3 separate regions of the Mus musculus genome follow, and regions 1 and 3 are each linked to region 2. The links are chromatin contacts, called in public HiChIP or PLAC-seq maps. All regions are on one chromosome and are shown on one strand. Each heading gives the region's core, a stretch centred on a gene start, on an enhancer-like site or on the middle of the called end of the contact. The rest is flanking DNA. Distances are from core to core; before and after follow the strand shown.

Evidence for each region. HiChIP or PLAC-seq counts read pairs in DNA pulled down with a chosen protein or histone mark.
Region 1: a contact with region 2 is called in a FOXA1 HiChIP or PLAC-seq map of pancreatic cancer cells. The contact joins two enhancer-like sites. A contact is called at or near these places in 1 of 39 promoter capture datasets (pre-B cells) and 1 of 115 datasets of contacts at active chromatin or transcription factors (pancreatic cancer cells).
Region 3: an HNF4G HiChIP or PLAC-seq map of pancreatic cancer cells shows a contact between it and region 2. The contact joins two enhancer-like sites. A contact is called at or near these places in 3 of 39 promoter capture datasets (liver and pre-B cells) and 1 of 115 datasets of contacts at active chromatin or transcription factors (pancreatic cancer cells).

Annotation. Positions count from the first base shown.
Region 1 is chr16:32,820,766-32,825,001 of GRCm38.p6, reverse strand. It overlaps Rubcn (RUN domain and cysteine-rich domain containing, Beclin 1-interacting protein), which reads left to right. Exons shown (of 19, transcript NM_172615.4): 18 at 530-623; 19 at 856-3,300. The coding sequence ends at 1,034. Among named protein-coding and RNA genes, the nearest start is that of Smbd1, 12 kb to the right of the region's middle. Within about 2 kb of position 2,726, at least 67 of the 459 cell types and tissues checked have an H3K27ac peak or open chromatin away from gene starts, as enhancers often do. A contact at or near this core is called in pancreatic cancer cells, where this site is marked.
Region 2 is chr16:32,057,527-32,062,053 of GRCm38.p6, reverse strand. All of the region lies in intron 1 of Pak2 (p21 (RAC1) activated kinase 2), which reads left to right. Among named protein-coding and RNA genes, the nearest start is that of Gm26419, 6.1 kb to the left of the region's middle. Within about 2 kb of position 1,768, at least 104 of the 459 cell types and tissues checked have an H3K27ac peak or open chromatin away from gene starts, as enhancers often do. A contact at or near this core is called in pancreatic cancer cells, where this site is marked.
Region 3 is chr16:32,711,596-32,715,887 of GRCm38.p6, reverse strand. No RefSeq gene overlaps it. Among named protein-coding and RNA genes, the nearest start is that of Gm34766, 15 kb to the right of the region's middle. Within about 2 kb of position 1,752, at least 9 of the 459 cell types and tissues checked have an H3K27ac peak or open chromatin away from gene starts, as enhancers often do. A contact at or near this core is called in pancreatic cancer cells, where this site is marked.

The DNA of each region.
Region 1 (4,236 bases), core at 1,477-3,976, 760 kb before region 2:
AATTCCACGTACAAGGGTCAACATGCTAGAAACCTGGAAATGATACTTTTAGGTCTGCCCATGTCAGCTGCCTGGTTTGTGGCCTGTGGCAGGGTGAGGTGTGTGTGCGGTGGGGTTGGGATGGACACAGTGCAGTATAGCCTGACTAGAGGGTGTTGTTTCTGGGAAACACCCTTACTTTAGCTTTTATCTTAATGAGTTGTGCTATATGTTTCAAAGTAAAAAATCTATACTGGAGTACAGCTTTGAGGACCATCTTCTTCGTACCCCCTCTTCGCCCGTTCCTCATCACTGAGGGCTGCTCCAGTGGCAAGGAATGCTCAAGCCTGTGTCTCTTGTCCATCCCTGAAGCTTTGTGTGTGGTGTCCAGCCCTGCTGTGGCTCTCATACTCACAAGTCCAGCCCGAGGCTGTATGTCACAGACAATAGACCCTTCACCTGCTCAAAGGTTTATTTATGACTTGCTTCCCCTCGCTGGAGTTCACCCTCTGGAGCCAGCCCTTCACTTTTCCTGTCACTCTCTCCACAGCTGTGTCAGGCCAAGGGCTTCATCTGTGAATTCTGTCAGAATGAGGAGGATGTCATCTTTCCTTTTGAGCTGCATAAGTGCCGGACTTGTGAAGGTGAGGGCCATTGCTAGATGGGAAGCCGCTGTACTCCCCGTGAGTCCTCTGTTAGCAGGAGTGTGGTGTGAGTGACTCCATGCTCCAGCCCGGAGCACAAGCTGTGGGGAGGAGCGGCTGTGGTGGGTTGGAGCAGCTGTGGTGAGGAGGAGCAGCTGTAGTAGGGAGTTGCTTCCAGCCCAGGATAATACGAATCATTTTCTTCTCTCTCCTTTTCAACCGGAATGAACAGAGTGTAAAGCGTGTTACCATAAAACTTGCTTCAAGTCTGGACGCTGCCCCCGGTGTGAGCGGCTGCAGGCCCGACGGGAGCTGCTGGCCAAGCAGAGCCTGGAGTCCTACCTGTCTGACTATGAGGAGGAGCCCACAGAAGCCTTGGCTCTAGAGGCCACCGTCCTAGAGACCACCTGAGGAATGCACTAAGCCCTTTGTGTAAGGGTCTGGCGAGGGTCAGATATAGACTGAGCCACACCTTCAAGGAAGGTGGGGCCTTTTAAATATATATATATTGTCATTTTTTATGACTTGTCTGCTGTCCAAGTGTAGGCAACCTTTCTTGGTTGATGGATCCAGTCTCTTGTGACAGCTGTCTGTGGGCACTGGGTATTTTTGTCAGGGGAATGGACATCGAGACCCAGTTCTGACCCGCTCGGCCTCTTCTACTAGGACCAGATCTGGTTACAGCTGCAGCTAACGATCATACCCACTGTTGACTTAGTTCCTCAGAGTCTGAGCCAGGCCTCTCTCAGCCAGCGACCTTCTCCTTTGCTGCTGAAGCAGGAGAATGGTCTTTTCTTAGGCCTAGTCCTAACAGAGACTAAGACTGTGCCCTGAGTCACGGGAGAGAAGGGGGGTATACAACGGGCATTCTGTCTGGCCACTTAGGTATACGGGGGGGCAGGGCAGGTAGGAACAGAACCATCCTTGTTCTAGCATCTTCGGGATCTCAAAGGGCAACCATGACTTCCCTGTTTCAAATATTCCTGGCATAGGTGGGCACAAGCTGGTTTGTGTACTCTGGTGGGCTTGGATCAAAGACCAGATCCGAGTCTTAGGTCAGGCCACAAGCCTATAAGTGCGGCTACAGCTGGTGCTTAAGGGGCGGCTTTTTCAGATAGGCATCTCCTCCGGGGTGGTCAGTCTCTCAGTTAACTATCGTGAGTGCAGGTGTGCTTCATGCTCAGGCAAGTCCCTGATGCTACCTAAGGCGAGGATAGAAACCCCTCCCACCATCTGAATAGTGGGTTCCTTACTGCTCTGTACGACTATGTGGTCATTGTGGTTCCAGTACTGATATGACCCAACTCCATTCTCTGTCCCCTTCCTCCAGAGAGCTGCAGCCCTTCCTCTTGGCTGATCTCTTGCCTTAGTTTCTTTTCTCAGAGTTGGGGGAAGCCAGCCAACTAGTAGCACTAAGTAAAGCACTTGGCAGTTTGTGAATGTGTCTGTTTGCTCAGAGTAACAGGACCTTTATGCAGTTAACTAACTCTTCAGCTTTGTAATCTATGTCAAACCATCCATTTCATGGTACTAATTTTAATAGACTCTTCCCCTATCACCTAATGTGCATTTTTTGTGGGAATTGCCCTGGACTAGGCTGCACATGATGGTGGTGGTGTTTGAGTTGCTGCAGCACCGACCTCGGTAAACACTGGTCAGGGCTGCCTCTCAGAGCCTGGCAGTTCTGTGAACTTAATCCACAGCCCTCTTGTTCTGGAGCTGGCCTGTGGCTTCCTGTACTTGACCGCTAGTAAAATCATTGGTCCAGGCAGTGTCGCAAGCCGTCAAATGGAGTTGCATGTTGTTGATGGAAGCTGACAGGTAGCTGTGCTTAGAGGGAACGAGGGATCTCCCAGAGAGGCAGAAGGGGCATGACATAACAGCCAAGCTGAGCTCCAGCAGAGCAAGAGGGAGCATGCCAGGCTAGTTCCAAGGTGTGGCTCCTCTGCCTCACACTTGGGATCTGACAACTACATGGACTGGGACTGCTCTCAGTAGTCGATGAGGCAGAAAGCCGAGGCCAGAGCCAGTTCTGCAGAGCTGGTTAGAAATCCCTCCCAATTCACTTATCACTGAGTCAGACCTCAGAGACAGACTCTGACTCCAGGTCCAGTTCCTGGCTGACTTCCGTCCAGCTGCTCAGTGAAGTCACCACACTGGAGGAGACTCCACCCATGCTCCCAGTCTACAAAGGCTCAAGCAGCCTCACTGACGTCCCTGTTCCTTTCCACCTCCCCACCCCACCCCATCCCTCTAGGTCACATACCTTCTAGAGCTCCTGAGTCCGCTGTCATTACTCACCAAATACCCATGTCTGTTTATTTGAGGAGCCGGAGCAGGGGGTGTGGTGAAAGCACTTTGTCACTTACAGTATCTGAGGATCCCCTGCTACACTGATGGGAGGTGGGGATGGAGCTTAGGGAGGGGAGCAGCACTCTGTACAGAGGGGACAGCTCCAAGTGCTCTGCACTTAAGGGGCCCTTCGTCCTCTGCTGAGGGCTGGAGAGCTTTTGCCGAAGAGAAAAGGAGCAAGAGTCTAAATGAAAACGCTGTTTGTGTACAACCTGTGTTTAGAACTGGATTCTCACCTGCTGTAATTTACGCACATCCTGACAGTCCATGGTCATCTTTAATAAACTAAGGAAAATAAATCTTGCCTTTTATTTACCTGCCTTGACGACTGTGGAATGGTTTTGTGTGTTTACTGAAAAGCGACTGCATCTGAAAATTCCTGTGATTTTTGTGGACTCTCCTCCACGTGACTCTTTTGTTAGTTGTTCTATTAAGGTTATTGTTGTTGGGTTTTAAACACAGGGTCTCACCATGTATCCCAGACTGGCCTCAAACGTGGAATCCTCCTGCCTCTGCTGGGATGATAGGTCACACACCATCACACACTATACACGTGGCTCTTTAGATGTCTCTCTGTCATCTCCCACCGTGGTCTAAAACCAACATTTATCTCTGCAAACCTTACCGTTGGTGACTCGGCTCTGAAAGCTGACTTCCTGGCATAGGAAGGGGTCAGTTCACACTTCTGACATCAAGTTTGTTGATTGTCCTTTTCTTTGGCTGTATCGAATTCCATTCCTCCCACTCCTGCACAAATGCTGACTGTTCTCTCAGTTGTCTGGGGTCTCACCAGCTTCTTCCTGTTCATTCACTTTCAACAAATATTCCATTACCCACTACACACCAATGTCTGTGGTAGTCTGCGGGGCTAGAGCAGAGAGCAAAGTGGAGACAGGCCCTCCCATAAGGAAGTAAAACACCTGTGTGGCCCACAGATGTTGCACGAAATCACCAAAGTGAATGGATAGTCAGCCATCTGTGCCTGCAGGTCTTGGTTAAAAAGCTGAACATGGTGACATATAATCCTAGCACTTGGGAGGCTCAAAAAGCCAAGATATTTAGAAAAAATACAGTAAAAGCTACCACAAATTTAAGAACACACTGTAGTAGCTATTTACATTCTATTAGCTATTATGAGTTATATAGACATTTAAAATATATATGATAGAGATAAATATATGATAGGAATAAGATGTGATACGAGTAGATTCCCTACAAATATTAAGCTATTTTATATGAAAGATTTTGAGCATTGACGGGT
Region 2 (4,527 bases), core at 519-3,018:
AAGAAAAGAAAAGAAAAACATTTTCAGGTTTTGTTGTCCGTGTAATACCTTGCTATGTACTTTTAGATAAAGCAAAAAAGATATGCCAGACATGGTGGTACCCATGTGATCCCAGCAATCTGTAGGCTGAGGCAGGGTGGAAAGTCCAGGCTGCACTTTCACCAATGGCCTTCCATGGCCTCTCACAGTGCCAAGCCTCAGCTGCTCTGCTCAACTCCTTCATGCCTTCAAAACCAGTACCACCTGGGTGACCCTTACACGTTACCAAGTCCAGCCAGAGCACAAGGTACAACTTTGGCTATATCTGGAACGCAGCCACTGTGCTCTCAGAAAACACTTCCCAGAAGATGTCACCTCAATGATGCTGGTCTCTTCTTAATCACCGCTAATTTCTTAGCTCCAGCTAACCAGCATCAAAAGTCCCAGTAATGCAAAGTTTTTGCTTTAGTAGTTCTGGTATCTTGTTAATCACAGCTGATTCTTCAGCCCCAGCTATGTTGGGAGCCTTTCTATCTATCCTCCCTCTGCAAATCTATAAAGTTAGTGTCTTCCCCACAGGAGTAGAGAGCTCAGAAGAGGAATAAAATACATCATATTAGGTAATGTAGTGGCAGTGTCCTAATTTGGTCAGTATGTTTAATATGCAATGCAGAAAGTTCCCATTGTAGTTATCATTGAATGTGTAAAGACAAGATGAAAGTTAGCAGTCACTACTCAGTTCTGGTCGTCTGGCAGCTCACAACAGTCTGTCTGTAACTCCAGATCCAGGCAATCTAACCCCCCACAACCCCACCCCCGCCGACTTCCACCAGCACTAGGCATGCATGGGGTGCACACACACACACACACACACACACACACACACACGTATACATATATATGCAGGCAAATATTTGTACACAGAAAATAAACCTTAAAAAGTAGCATGGTCAAGCATACCTGTAATCCTGGCACTTGGAAGATGAAGGCAGAAAGACAGAAGTTTGGGACTAGTGAGATGGCTCAGTGGGTAAGAGCACTGACTGCTCTTCCAAAGGTCCTGAGTTCAAATCCCAGCAACCACATGGTGGCTCATAACCACCCATAATGAAATCTGACACCCTCTTCTGGTGTGTCAGAAGACAGCCACAGTGTACTTATGTATAATAAGTAAATCTTTGGGCCGGAGTGAGCAGGGACTGGGCGAGTGGAGTTGACCGGAGCGAGCACGATTGACTGGAATGAGCAGATGTCCTAAATATTCAATTCCCAAAGTAGGTAGGCTCCTAATGTAGTAGGTTGAGAATTAGTGGTCTGTAATAAATGGCCCACTCACTCTATCTATTTTCAGTTTGTTTTTGGATTCACTAAAATCTTGTTTTATTTACTAGCATTTGTTTGTATACTAAATTTTTAAAACTTTTGCTTTTACATTTATTTGATTTGTATATGTATGTGTGTGGAGGTCAGAGGAAAATTTGTACATGGTGTAGCATTCCTTCCACCATGTAGTTTCTGGAGATGGAAAGAACCAGGTTGTCAGGCTTGGCAGAAAGTATCTTTGCCCATAGAGCCATCTCCCTGGCCCCATGACATAAATCTTTTGATCAGTCCCATGAACTTGTGTTTGTCTGAGTTCCTTACAAGTCTTCTCTGCGTTCCTACACCTCTCTGCATCAAGTCTTTGCTTTGGAGCTTTGCCATCTTGGCCTGATGTTCTGACTGGCATACTCTGGTGAACACTTCCTTTCCAGTGTGGGAGCCTCTGACTCAGTGTATGGCCGCACCTGCAGGTAGTCGGGGCTCGTTCTCATCTGTACTTAAGCTCACAGAGGTTCGTAAGGTTTGGGATGCCATGGTGTCAGTGTAGAAAGAGATTGTTAGAGTTCTGGTCAGTGTTGTTATATTAGTAAGTTCCTGAAAACATAAAGTAAAATTTTGCATCATGAACCATGTTTTCTGGTAATGTGTTTTTCACTTCTGTGTCATAGCTGATCCCAGTAGATAATATAAATTCATTTCCACTAGTTAGACTGACTGAGTCCAGACACCACTTCCTTATTTCTGTCGTGTATTTAGCTACTTCTGGTCTTCTTCAGAACACAATTGAGGAATTGTGTTGAGGCTCATCACAGTTAAACAATGGGCCTCTTAGAGAGTACAGTGTGTTTTGGCACACTTTTTGTTTTGCCTACTTGTTTGTTACTGAAAAGTATCAAAAAGTGAAAGGATTGGAGAGAGGCACTACTTACTTTTTTTTTTTTCATACAGCATTTTTGAGTAGTGGTAAAACAATATAGGCTATATTATCATTTTATTATGAAGTGTGTTTGACTTGGTTTGGGGACAGGATTTCATGTATCTTAGGCTGTGTTCAATTATTTTTTTTCTTAAAGATTTATTTATTTATTTATTCATTCATTCATTTTTATGAATATGAGTATACTGTACTATATATACAGTATGTATACAGACAGTATGCTGTCTTCAGACACACCAGAAGAAGCCATCAGATCCCTCTTCACAGATGGCTGTGAGCCACTGTGTGGTTGCTGGGACTTTTTGAAGAGCAATTGGTGCTCTTAACTGTTGAGCCAGCTCTCCAGCCCTGTGTTCAACTCTTCATGCATCCAAGAATGACTTTGAAGTTCTTGCCTCCAACCTCTCTGTGGTAGGATGCATGCGCCCCTTGTCTGGTTTTGTACAGTGCTAGGGACTGACTACCACTAAGCAGGCACTCTTTACCAACTAAGCCTCATCTCCAGTCCTGTGAGTTGTTTTTGTGTCTATTGTACCTGTCTAAAATATAAGGTTAAAGAATTTTATTGGGACCTTACCAGGCACTTTTTAGGCACTTAACACTGTCTGTAGGAGCAGTGCACAAAAAGCTGCGTTGTGGGAAAGAGACTAAGGCCATAAGTCAGCAGTGAGGGGCAAGTACAAGCTTTTCAAAGGTAACCCTGTTAGTGTGACCTGCTTTATCTGTGTCTAGTGAACGGCTGGGTGAGAAAAGGACTGCTACATTCAGGAGGGATAGGCTTCACTGGGGAGCAGAGCATGGTCAACATGAGTCAGTCGGCAGTCCTGTCTAAGGTATGCACAGTCCTTGCCCTTTGGGCTGAGTGAACTTGGGGGAGAAAAGTGACGTAAGTTATTGACTAATTGTCACAGTTATAATTCAGTTCCGGAAGTCATCCAGCACACTGGATTAGTATAGAGAAAAGCATGAGGAATGTTGGTTTTCTAACATATAATTTAATATCAGAATTTATGTAAGGTAGGGATCTTCTACTGCTATACTCCACGGTTTTTATAAGGCTTGGGGTCTGGTACTAGGATTAGATCTGTGTCATGTTTTAGGTAAGTCTCTTACTTCTTGATACTCGCCTGTGAAATGTGGCAGGTAATGTGTGTCAAAGTAATGCCCCAGAGCAAGTAGCGAGTGTGAAGGAAAGAAGAGCTGCGGGACTCAGAGGGAAGTAAGAATGTTCTCATCTCTCGGTTCTCAGGTTATAGCTGCTTTTCTCCAAGTCCTAGAATTTGAGCTAACTTGAAGAAATAAAGTTTATTTTAAATTTTGTGTGGATTTAGTTGGCCTCATTTTTATTGTAGATAAAAGTTTTCTCACAAAAGATCAAGATTCAATTACCATTCAATACCTTGTTTACTGAGGAGTTGTTTGATTTTCTAACATACGTACTTTTACATCAGAATTTATGTAAAGTAGGGATCTTCTACCACTGTCCTCCACAGTTTTTATAAGATGGATGAGAGCTCAGATGGTCAGGGTAGCTGTCTCCAAGCCTCATGACCTGAGTCTGATCCTCAGGACCCACACAGAAAGGAGCAAATTCACTGTTTCAAGTTGTTTGCTGACCTAACATACTCCTTCATGTGCATCCTGAATGGATGGATGGATGGATAGATGGATGGATGGATGGATGGATGATTTAAAAGCAAAAATAGGTCTGGAGAGATGGTTTGGTGGGTAAAACACGCCAAGCTAGTGTCAGGGCCTTAGTTTGGATCCCCAAAACCCATGTAAAGCCAGATATAGTAGTACATATTCCTGGTGTTCCTATAACAAGAAGAGAGAGATGGAAACAGGAGAATTCCTCAGAAACTCATGAGCCAGATAGCCTGGCATGCACAGCGGTAAATGAGACCCTGGCTCAAAACATGGAAAGCAAGGGCTTATCCATGAAGTTACCATTTGACCTCCAAATGTGTGCTTACACATTCTCAAGAAGATTAAATAACAAAGACAAGGGGACTAGATAGCTTCTTCCAGAGGACAAAGTTCAGTTATTGGCACCTACATTAGGTGACTCACAGCCTCTAGTAACTCCAACTCCAGTGGATCAGATGTCTTCTTTTGGCTACCTCGAGCAACCCCACACAGGCAAAACTCACACAAGCACACACACATAATTTTTTTAAATATAAAAGACAAAATATATATCTATACATGAATGCAAGTAGAGTTAAAATATCCACCAAGATAGCTATGAGAGAGATGTCACCTGTCTATCTGAGCAGAGCATTAAA
Region 3 (4,292 bases), core at 503-3,002, 650 kb before region 2:
CACACACACACACACACACACACACGTTTTTTATCTAAAATTAAAGTCTGAAGGTCTGAGATGGTACAGTCAAAAAGTATTTACTGAACAAACATGAGGACCTTCCTTTGTCCCAAGCACACACGCAAAAATGTAGGCATGGAGGTACACCCTTATAATCCCAGCCCAGCACTGGAGAGGTGGGGACAGGAAGAAATTTGCGGTTCAACAGCAGGCCAGCACACTATAATCAGCCCAGATCCCAGTAAGAGACCTTGTCTCCCCAAAAGGTGTACAAGCTCCTGAGGAACGACGGAGTGGATCTCACACGGAATTGAGAAGCGCTGCTCTACAGCGCCCCCGCCAGGTTCTGTGCAATGCTGGCAGCCAGAGCCTCTTCAGCAAAGGGGACCAAGAGAAGTCCGTTCCTTCTCGGTTTTGATGATGCAAACTGTTAAAAGACCTTTTTTTCTTATACGGTCCTTATCATATATCCAGCTAGTCCCCGCCTTCCTCCCGGACGCAGCACTTCAGTTCACCCCTCCCCCAATCCACTGACCCTCTACTCCCCTCTGCAACTCCATGACTAACTTCTGACACCCAGTTCTGAGCCCCCATCCCCCCACACCCCCACACCCCGCTTTCTACTACTGCCTCTTCTCCAGATACCGTTCTAGCTACCCAATCTGTTAAAACATGAATTCCCACCCCGGGGCCACCATACCCATCCATTCTTCCCCCACCAATGAACCGCCAGCTCTGCACATCTACCCAAGGAAAGGCCCAGGCCCTCTAGCCTGGGGAGATTCTAACCGAAAGGGTGAGGGTGCCTTTCATAACTAGCTACGCTGTCTATAAGGGCTGGCGAGCACCAGCTTCCTCCATCCCCGAGAGCCTGAGACTGAGGAGCCAGCAGCCTCTGCGCCTCAGGGCACTGCCTGCCTCCAGCTCCTCATGGTCCTCCAGAGGGTACCTTGAGGCCACACAAGTCTCTGTCTCCATAGTGGTCCGCACCTGAAGGCAGCCAAAGTCTCCTGAAGGGCAATAGCTTAAGCCACCTCCTGCTTGGTGACAGAATAAAACATAACTATCCAGCTGAGGGAACGGTCACAAACTCCAGGCCAACCTCCTTCTTATCCTCATTATCTTACTTTTTCATAGTTTTAATTTTTTTTCTTTCTTCTAAAAGTTTATATTCTGTGTGTGCGTGCACATGCCTGTATGCGCACACACATACACACACATGCACACTGTGTGGGTGCACCCTCACCGTCCTCCTTATTTATGACAGTCTCTCTGTTGTTTTTCTGACATATACACCAGGCTAGCTGGCCCTCAAGCTCCTGGTAATCCCCCTGTCTCTAACCCCTGTTTTACTATAAGAGCACTGGGATTTATGTCTGTTCTTAGATTCAGGGGATCCAAACTCAGGTTCTCGGGCTTGTGCAGCAAATCCTTTGCCATCCAACCCCAGCATTGGCCATCATTGAAAGTGGACACACACACACACACACACGCACACGCACACACGTACACGCACACCCCACAAGAACTATGTATTCTCTACTATAATTAGCATTTCAGTACATTACCTTTCTCGAACTCTAAAAGCTCAGTAATGAAAATAGTACACCCCAGATCCAAAATAGGCACAGATCAGTGGAACAGAGTAAGGAGCTGAGAAATAAACTGATTTTCCACAGAGATGCTGAGAACAGGGTGCAAAGGAGAGTCTCTTCCACAAATGTGCTGAGAGCTCTGGATTGTCTTAGGCAGGAGAATGAAGGCGCCCTCTCTTCTCACACCATGTACCTCATCTCAGGGTGGATTAAAGGCTGAAATCCTAGACCTGAAGCCACAAAACTACTAGACGAAAACATGACGAGATTTCTGACATCGATCTGGGCCATGTTTTTGTTTTGTTTTGTTTTTTGTTTTTTGGTTTTTTTTTTGGGGGGGGTGGCCATGATCCCAAGAACAAAGTGAATGAAAGCGAAAGAGAACAAGAGAGATTGTACAGTCACCTAAAAACCCCTGCACAGCAAAGCAAATAGCACAGGCAAGGCATCCCTGTGCACGGAGGGAAAAGAGCTGTGGGCTCCATACCCAATAAGGCTTCTTTGCAAACACCTCTACAGACGCCAAATGACTTAATCATGAAAACAAATACCCTGATTTAAAAATAGACAGAGGATCTGGGCAGGCGTTCTCAGAGGTATGATTAGGAATAGCCAAAGGGCATTTAGAAATTGGCTCAACACCAATAATAGCCGGAGAATAAACATTAAAGCCACAGAGAATGAAGGTCTCATACACATCAGAACAGCTATTATCAACGAAAAGAAAGGTAAGCGGTGGTGAGAATGGAGAGAAAATGGAACCCTCGAGCGTGCTCAGGAGGGATGAGAATTAGCCATCCTGAAGAACGATGCAGAGATTCCTCAAGAAACTAAAATCGCAACAACCACCGGATTCAGCAATCTCATTTCAGGTGGGTGTTTATCCAAAGGATGTCAGACTGGTATGTTGAAGAGACATCTACACTCAGCGTACGCCACAGCCAAGAGATGGCAGCGACCTTGTGTCCCTTAACAGTGGACAGTTGGATAAACATACAGGGCGTGGGTACAGAAGATGAGGTGCATATGAAAAGAACATACTAATCAGCTGGACAAACATGACGTCCTGTCATCTGCTGCACCGTGGATGAACCTGGAGAATGCCGTGTTAAGTGATAAAAAGTTGCCCACAGAAAAACAAACTCACTCTTATGCAGGCTCTAAAATCATCAAATGTGTACAAGCCCACAGTCAAATGGTAGGCGCTAAAGGCTCAACTTGACCAGGTTAAGGAGGCGTTGACCAAAGGACACGAAATTTCAGTGAAATTGGAGAACTAAGTTCAAGAGAGTTGTGTGTGTGTGTATATATATATATATATATATATATATATATATATATCACAATGACCACAACATGCTTAAAGCAGCTTAGTAGCAGCATGCTATAAGTTTGAAAATTGTTAAGACAATACATTTAAATATTCTCTCTACAAAGAATTATAAAACATGAAGTAATATGCATCACAATGTAGCCATTCCGTGGTACCCATGTCTACTAAAACATTGAGTTTTTTGTGTAAGTCTAAGTGATTTTGTCAGTGACAGAATATTGCTGGATATGGTGGGACCCAACTTTAATCTCACCATCTAGGAGGCAGAGGTCGGCAAATCTCTGTGAGCTCCAGGAGAGCCAGGGATACAGTGAGACACTGTCTCAAAAAAATAAAAATTAAACAAAGTTATATCATTCCTAGGTATGTCTTCAAAGAATTCTATAACCTGCATATTCATATTCACTGATGTTTCATTCATAACAATTAGAAAACGGAAACAGCCCAGATGTCTATCAGTGGGTGCATAGATGTGGGTTAAAAGATGGCCCAGGACCGCTTGGGGCTTGGGCCGCTCGGCAAGGCAGGACAAGGGAAGTCTTGACTGCTCGTTCCCCATGGCGTCACAGGATGGGCGTTGGACTGTGAGAAGCCGAGGAACCCTGTTCCAGAGCTGCGGAAGCACAATCTAAGGTCCTGGGGGATTGCTGGATTTGCCTCGGGGGGGGGGGGGGGGCCAGGGATGGCAGGTTCTCAGACTCTTGGGCACCACAGATGCCGCTGGATGCCACAGAAGAGCTGAGAAAGGAGTGGGGACCCGCAGTCTGGCTCTAGCCCAGGGCCCAAGGGGAAAGGGGGGAGGAGAGCTCTGGCTGGGTCCCTTGGGGAGGAGCATCCTTGGCGGGGGCGGCTTAGCTTGGTGGAGTCCATCCATGGCTCAGAGCACAGTGAGGCCTCCTGAGGGAGATTAGATGCAGCTCTTTCGAGAAAGGCCTGCTCCATTGCTTCAGATCTCCATGAGAAGAGACAGTCCATAGTTTTAAGACATTATTGTCATGGGGGGGGGGAGTTGATAAGTAAAAAATGAACCCCATTTTCTCAGGGCAGGCCTGAGGTTAAATACCTTTTGCAGGGAGGAGTGTCTGGGAAGGAGAGTTTATTGGCTACGCCTCCAGGTCTTTAGGTACCTCATTAAAATGGAGATCTGTCTTGTGGCTACGGGATCTGTGGTCAAGTCCTCTACCTGTAGACCGGCTTGAGGCGCTGCCCTTGCGTGATTGATGGCCACAGACCTATGGAGTGGAGAGCTACAGCCTCGTGTCAGGAGCCTGGTGTCTAGTATCATAGCAAAAAAACGCCTACCATCCCTTGCACGAGACCCTGCGGGGTCACCTACAGGGTCACTGGGGTTTTAAACCTAG